Linked DNA regions of Zea mays: region 1 is linked to region 2. Evidence: chromatin contacts called from public Hi-C data. All regions are on one chromosome and are shown on one strand. Each heading gives the region's core, a stretch centred on a gene start, on an enhancer-like site or on the middle of the called end of the contact. The rest is flanking DNA. Distances are from core to core; before and after follow the strand shown.

The links. A called contact is a pair of places that touch in the nucleus more often than the background predicts.
Region 1: a contact with region 2 is called in a Hi-C map of leaf, with 5 times the contacts expected there. The contact joins the promoter of LOC103629163 here to the promoter of LOC541961 in region 2. A contact is called at or near these places in 9 of 25 Hi-C or Micro-C datasets (bundle sheath, ear, leaf and 3 more) and 1 of 3 datasets of contacts at active chromatin or transcription factors (leaf).

The regions. Positions count from the first base shown.
Region 1 is chr6:32,062,548-32,066,100 of Zm-B73-REFERENCE-NAM-5.0, reverse strand. LOC103629163 (acetylornithine aminotransferase, mitochondrial) reads left to right here and starts at 1,626. Exons shown (of 3, transcript NM_001346846.1): 1 at 1,626-2,026; 2 at 2,147-2,581; 3 at 2,906-3,553. The coding sequence starts at 1,634. The coding sequence ends at 3,445. It also overlaps the pseudogene LOC103629164.
Region 2 is chr6:31,927,588-31,931,486 of Zm-B73-REFERENCE-NAM-5.0, reverse strand. LOC541961 (knotted related homeobox 5) reads right to left here and starts at 2,324. Exons shown (of 5, transcript NM_001111615.2): 1 at 1,643-2,324; 2 at 1,406-1,522; 3 at 1,191-1,320. The coding sequence starts at 1,846.

The sequences.
Region 1 (3,553 bases), core at 377-2,876, 140 kb before region 2:
GAAACAGAATTTCACGGTACCCCATTACCAGAAGAACGGAGGACCCGATAAAAGGGGCAGTGCAGAGGTAAAGAAGACGGTGTGATCCATACCAGACATGGATGAGCTCGGAGCACATGGCCTTGACACAGCAGAATGATGCCTTGACCTTGCCCTCCACCGAGTAGTCTTATGGTGGATACTGCAGCAGAGGCGGTGGCGACCCAACGGGATGTTGGAGACCGTGAGGAGCGCGCGTCCCGTGTCGCCCAGCCGTCGGGATGTTGGGGGTGTTGTGGAAGGCACCGAGGATGAAGGTGTGGTGTCGCCTGTGGACTTGAGCACCAGCCGCAGGGCGCCCTGCAGGACACCATCCACATCCACATCGCCACCGCGTCCGCGTTCGATGCCACGCCCGTGACGCCGTCGCTGCTTGAGACCGAACCAAACTCTCGAATGTTAGATCCGAACAGGGGAGAGCGACCATGGGAGGTGAATGAAAGTTTCCGGATCCGGATGCGGGTTGGGCGTGATGCGCGGGGGATGGGGTGGGGTGGGGACTGCGGTGGTGAATGGCCTGGTCTCCGATGGGTACATGGATGCTCGCTGCTCCATTTCGGGCGTTCGCGCTGTGGATGCGCCATGCCGGAGCGCGCGTGTGCCATGCTGGATCCGGTGGCCGCGGTGGGGAAGCGGGAAGGGCGTGGTCTCCGGTGTGCGCCAAGCTGGATCCGGTGGGGAAGAGCGCAATCTCAGGTGTGTGCCATGCCAGATCCGGTGGCCGCTGTGGGGAAGGGGGAAGGGCGCGGTCTCCGGTGGGTGGGGAAGGGGGGACCGCGGTGGGGAAGAGAGTTTGCCGAGCGCGCTGCTGTGAGATTGGCGGAACACGGAGAACGCGCTGGCGTGATTGGCGGGCATCGCGGCGCGGCGGCAGAGGGTGCCGCTGTCTCCAGCAACGTCCTCTATATACATCCTCTATATCCGTCCTTTACAGTCTTCTCTAAAAGATTCCATCTCCTATATCTACTTTCTCTCCAACAATGTCCTCTAAATCACGTCCTCTATATGTAAATACCTATATTAAAGACATTTTTAATTTTTTAATTTTTGTACATACGTATTTGTCATACTCTCAAATGTATTGTACATATTTTAGTTTTATTAAACCGGTTGTTTAAAGTATTCAAATAGATAGAGAACCGTTTAGAGAAACTCTATATATAGAGGATCCAGCAGCGTTCTCTAAATTTAGAGGACCGTTTAGAGGACGTTGCTGTAGGGAGTAGAGGACGTCCGCGTCCTCTAAATTTAGAGTACAGGACCCTTTAGAGCTCATTGTTGGAGCTAGTCTAAGGAGTAGCAGAGATTGCCGGACGGTATTTCTCCGTTGCCTAGCCTGACGCCCTGACCAACCAACCGCGCAGCGCCGCCGTATGCAGAGGCACCTACTACTCGGCTACTCCGTCTCACTTCTATGCGGGCCCGACCGACGCAATCGCACATTTCTGACAGAGTGAATGACTGGTATCTTTCCCGGAACCCTACTCCGAAACGCAACACACGTTTCCGTCTAAAAATCCCCAACGCAACCAGACGCTGGTGGCGTCCCGCACGCCCCCCCCCCCCCCCCCCCCCCCCCAAACTCCGATCTGCCATGGCCTCGCTCCAGTCCTTTCTCGCCGTCAAACCGGCCGCCGGCTGGGCCGCTCCGTCCCGCCGCGCGCGCGTCGCGGCCTTCCTCGCTCCGCCGCCCCCGACCACCGCGGCCGCCGTGGGGGCGGCGCGGCGGGAGCTGTCGGCCGCGAGCCTGGCCGTCGTGGACGGCGAGGCGCGGTACCTCGTCGGCACCTACAAGCGGTCCCGCGTCGTCTTCGAGCACGGCCGCGGGTGCAAGCTCTACGATACCGACGGCCGCGAGTACCTCGACATGGCCGCCGGCATCGCCGTCACGGCGCTCGGCCACGCGGACCCAGACGTGTGCGCCACCATCGCGGAGCAGGCCGGTAAGGTCGTCCACGTCAGCAACGTCTTCTACACCAAACCCCAGGTGGGTGCTCCTGCTCCCTCCGATCCTCCCTCCCCCGCTTCCCTCGCCATGTGTTCGACGCATTGCTCCGGCCGGCCCATTTTTCTCTGCTTCATCTGCAGAAGCGCCTCGCTGTCGCAGGTGGAGCTAGCCAAGCGGCTCGTTGAGGTGTCGTTCGCGGACCGCGCCTTCTTCGCCAGCACTGGCACGGAGGCCAACGAGGCGGCCATCAAATTCTCCCGCAAGTTCCAGCGGGCCGCACACCCGGAGAGCGGCGACCCGCCCACGGAGTTCCTGGCGTTCAGCAGCAGCTTCCACGGCCGGACCATGGGCGCCGTCGCGCTCACCAGCAAGTCGCAGTACCGGGAGCCCTTCGCGCCCGTCATGCCTGGGGTGACCTTCGTGGATTACGGCGATCTGGAGGCGGCCAAGAAGTTCGTACGGTCCGGCAGGGTCGCTGCTGTCTTCGTCGAGCCCGTGCAGGGTGAGGGTGGCATTCACAGTGCCACCAGGGAGTTCTTGCAGGGGCTGCGGGACGCCTGTGACGAGGCGGGAGCCCTCTTGGTCTTTGATGAGGTACGGTGTACTCTGTCCCATCTCTCTTCTCTGAATCTCTGTTCATATCGAGAACCCGATGATATTGCTAGTAATTCATATTTCGTTTACAAAGCACGAAACGCGCACAATTTAGTTGTAGCCATGCATTCCACTATGAACTTTAGGCATACAGTCCATATACAAGAGATAATGTAGCAGAGTCAAGCTGTGACTCTGTTCTGCATTCCTATCTTCAACCCAGCGACACATCATGGTCACATTCCTTAGTTTTCAAGCTGCATCAATCTGTCAGCCATGAGATGTAGTAATGGTGGTACGTATATGCTTTCTAAACAAACGCAGGTGCAGTGTGGTTTCGGGCGCACAGGCCACCTCTGGGCGCATGAGGCGTACGGAGTGGAACCAGACATAATGACCTTAGCGAAGCCACTGGCCAACGGCATTCCCATCGGCGTTGTCCTGGTGAAGGAGAAGATCGCCGCAGCCATAAACTACGGCGACCACGGCACGACGTTTGGCGGCGGGCCTCTCGCCTGCCAGACCGCGATAACGGTGTTCGACAAGATCACGAGACCCGGTTTCCTGGCCGAGGTGTCGAGGAAAGGGGAGAGCTTCAAGCAGCTGCTCCGCGCCAAGCTGAGCGGGAACCCGCACGTGAGGGAGGTCCGCGGGGTCGGCCTTCTCGTCGGCGTCGAGCTGGACGTGCCAGCTGGTCCTCTGGTCGACGCGTGCTTGGACGCCGGCGTCGTCGTGCTGACTGCCGGTAAGGGCAATGTGGTGAGGCTGGTGCCGCCGCTCATCGTCTCGGAGAAGGAGCTGGAGCATGCCGCGGATGTCATAAGGGACTGTCTACCGGCGCTCGATGTCGTTGCTGCTGCCTAATGTATATGGTGGTGCAATAGGTCCGGATATGAAACCTGATTCCAAATTTTGGAATCGAATAAATTTCATGTCGGGCCAATGTTGTTGTGTTCATTGAAACAAACTCTT
Region 2 (3,899 bases), core at 1,075-3,574:
GGCTTTGGGAAGAATCTGAGTGTCGTAGAAATTACGTGTGGAGGAAGATGAAGTGATCAAAAGGGTTCAAGGTCTAGAAAACGATGGATTACTACTATCGTGACGATTTAGTCGATTCTATGTTCATGTTGATTTTGGACGGTTTTTATCAAGCAATTCTTATAGCTAGGACATTTGGCAATCCGCATCAGCTTTTGGTAGCTAGGAGCTGAAAAAACAAATCCAAACAAGCAGGATCATTATATCTTGAGCTACCCCCACGACAACAAAAAAAAAATCTTGTGGAGTCCGAAATGGAAGCTGGGGCCTGTGGATATGACCTTGGCCAGTATAGCTAGCAATCTAGCATGCACGAGCAAGATTCTTTTTTCCCAAAGCCATCCAAGCAGTGTCGCTGGCTCGCTGCCCATCAGCGCGCAGTTCGCTCAAGTTCCATCAGTCGTCAGATCGAGGCAGCCTACAAGTCTACAAGTAGCAGCAGCAAATACACCTCCATGTGAGAGAGGAGGAGGTGAGAGAGAGAGAGATAAGCAAACAAAGGCAAAGCATTGGTTGGTGTACAGTAACTTAGATCCCATATCATAAGTCTCCTATTTTACATCCTGCTGGAGAGTGTCTTACACGAAGCACACGCTCAAAACTTTACTCATCCGACCCCGGCGTCTGACACTCCTGCACCCCATTTGCATGGACACGATTTGACCACACAAGAAGAACACGCACACGCGCACACATTCATCAAAGCAGCTAGTATCCATCCACCATCCTCGCCCCTCTATAGTCGCACACGCGCTAGCTTTCTTCGCTTCACAGTTCACAGCTCCCACAAGAACAGCAATAATGCACCGCATGTCCACAATGGCGGCATGGCAGGTCGTCTCGTCTCGTCGGCGACCGGCCGGAGAGATGCATGTGAGCGGAGGAGTTATTATTAATATGGGTTTTTTATTTCCCCGTACGTACTAGAGTTTTAGATGACAATTAAAAAGACGAACTGATTATAAAACCAGATCTATATGTTTACTGTAGCAAACCGCTGAACTGATCACGGATAGCTTCATCTCCTGAATTAGCCACGCTTATGCAATTAGTTTTATAATAATTAGCTCATGTTTTAATCCTTCCAATCAACATCCAAAACCCAGCCAGACGCCCGGAGGATCAAACACCCCCCGGCCTTACTTACTTACCGGAGAGCGAGGCGGCGCCGCCGCAGAGGGAGCTGAGCTGCGTCCTGACGCTGCTGAGGAAGGACGCCGCCTCGTCGAACGGCCGCGACAGCTCCTCCTTGTACCGCTCCAGCAACCGGCAGTACGTCTCCTGCGCGCCGCAGCCACCGTCGTCGTCGCCACGGTCACATGTAATAACGACACAAGAATCAGAACAACTGGTTTAGCGTGCGTACCATGAACTCGTCGAGCTCGGGGTCCATGCCGACGACCTCCCCGCCGGCGGAGGCGGCGGCGCACCTCTCCCGGCCGATCTCCTCCAGCAGCGTGGCCACCTCCGACGGCGCGCCCACCTGCCACGCCAAATCAAGAAACCGACCCGCGTCGTCAAGGCGTAATTATTGTCGGCGAGCTAGCTGCTAGGTGCTAGCTACTGCTAGCCGACCGCACGATGCGACGGCGAGGTACCGTACCTTGCGGCAGTCGATGTAGGCGGAGAGGAGGGACGGGTAGCGTGGGTGCCCGGCGATCTGCGCCTTGACCAGCTCCGTCAGATCCGCCGCCGGCGGGGGCGGGGGCGGGGGTGAGCCCGGTCCACCGGCGACCCCGGACGCCTCGCTAGTCGCCGCCGCCCCGTGGCGCGAGATCCCCGGGTGGATGCTGTACAGATCCTCCATGCCCGCCGCGCCACCCTGCAGTCTTCTTTGCTGTAGCTCGATCGCGTGTCCCAGCAACCGAGCTGCTCGCTGCCTCTAGCTAGCTATAATCTCCCTTCTATTCTACCTATCTACGTGCACCTGTGCACACATCCATATAATCAAATCGCTGGAAATAGTAGTAGAAAAAGACTCCGATGGTTCCGTGTTGTTTTATTGTCTGGTTCTTGGGGCATGTGTGGATGCGGGGAGCTCCAGGAAGACGAAGAAGAAGCGGCAGCTAGCGCACAAGGAAAAGGGTCGTGCAAGCAAGAACAAGAGAAGGTAGGGGAAGGGGCAGAGATCATGCGGGGAAAGGGGAACTAGCAGTCGTTTGCACTGCAGCCCCTGCTGTTGCTACTGCTGGAGCTGCAGACGCAGAAGCAGGCCGTGATCTCTGCAGCAGCGGTATTCATGGGGTTGAACCGGCTCGGCTGCTCTCTCTCTCTCTGAGTCAGAGGATGATGGAGGCAGTGCCTGCCAGTGAGATTGGGAAAGAAGAAGGGAATATGTGGTTTTTTCTATGCGAGAAAGAAAAAAAATGTAAAGAAATGTGCATGGATGTTCCCATTTTCATTGATTTTTTTTCGCTACTATGGCTATATCCGGCGGTCAGACTAGCGTAGCGTGAAAAAACTGTAGACGATACTGAGAAGTTTAAAACAAGAAATAAGATAGAGGATGCGATATGAGGTATGCTAGAGATAGCCTCACGTTCTAATGCGAGAGTGTAAACGAGAGATGTATGTAGCGAAGAGTGTATGCGGATACGAATATTGTTGGATACTTAGGAACAGGGTACATAAAAGAAGGCCTAAAGGCCTCTCAAATACAACCCATGAATCGAGCGACCCACCTGCCAAGCACCTTGGCGTGAGGGTCCAAAAGGCCTCCTGGGGACGGCTCACCAAGCCGACCAGCTCGCCCCCCAACCAATATCCGCCGAGCAACCCAGCGAGGCGAAGCTACTGACCAACCCGCTCGCCGAGCAACCTAGCGAGGCGAGACCGCCGAGCAATCCAGCAAGACGATAACTGACTCTTAGGAAAGCCAACCTGGTGCTATCGAGCCACGTCGGCGCGATGAGACATTACCAAGCCATGCCCAGACCACGTATCCCCGCTGACCAGTAGGACCGGACAACCCTAGTCGCTGAGACCTCAGCATCGGGATCTCTACACTGACACATACGCCGGAAGGGACGGGGCAATACACCGTACAAGGCGTACGTATACACATGATGAAAGGTGATGATATGAGGATGAAGGAAGATGAAGTTGTACTGAAGACATCCCTAAGCCATGCCTTGAGCTAACTCAATAGAACCACCAAACACCGCTACGTCTAAATCGAAGCAGCTACAGGAACTCATCTAAAGGCAGACGAGACACTACACCAGACCAGGGGTACGACAGCGCACGCCTCGGTAGACGACTCTATAAGGGATACACAGAAGCACGACCCAATAGACGAGACCATAGGGGCTACGAGACCTAGAAGCGGGAGGCTGAACTCCTCCCTGGTAGAATACAAATCCTCATTGTAATGTCTACCATTGAGCTATAAAAGGGCAAGACAACCTCCATCCAAAGATCATCTCATATCTCCACAACTTCACACAAGCACCCAGTTGTAACACGTTCCAAGCAATACTACTGGCAGCACCGCACTGAACTAGGGTCCCGGTCTGAACTAGTATAACTCCTTCGCCCCAAATCCACCTTCGAGCCCCTCCCCCCCCCCCCCCCCCCGCGCGGCTCACCATTTGGAGTGAGTCCAAACTAACACCTCTACTGAACACAAATCTTATTGTTCCTTGGTTCTGGAAACCACAACAAATATAGATATGTATAGTAAAAAGAAATTATTGATTTGGAGTATGAAAGGCTAAGAATTCATTTTCCGTGTCCTTATCCAACACTCTTATCGAAGTGATTTATGAGTGTAAAAATTGCACATGCATATTCATTTAGGCTATAGTCAGCAGACCTCTGATATCATGGATTCTGGGATGGTGATATCCTGATCCAAGGGT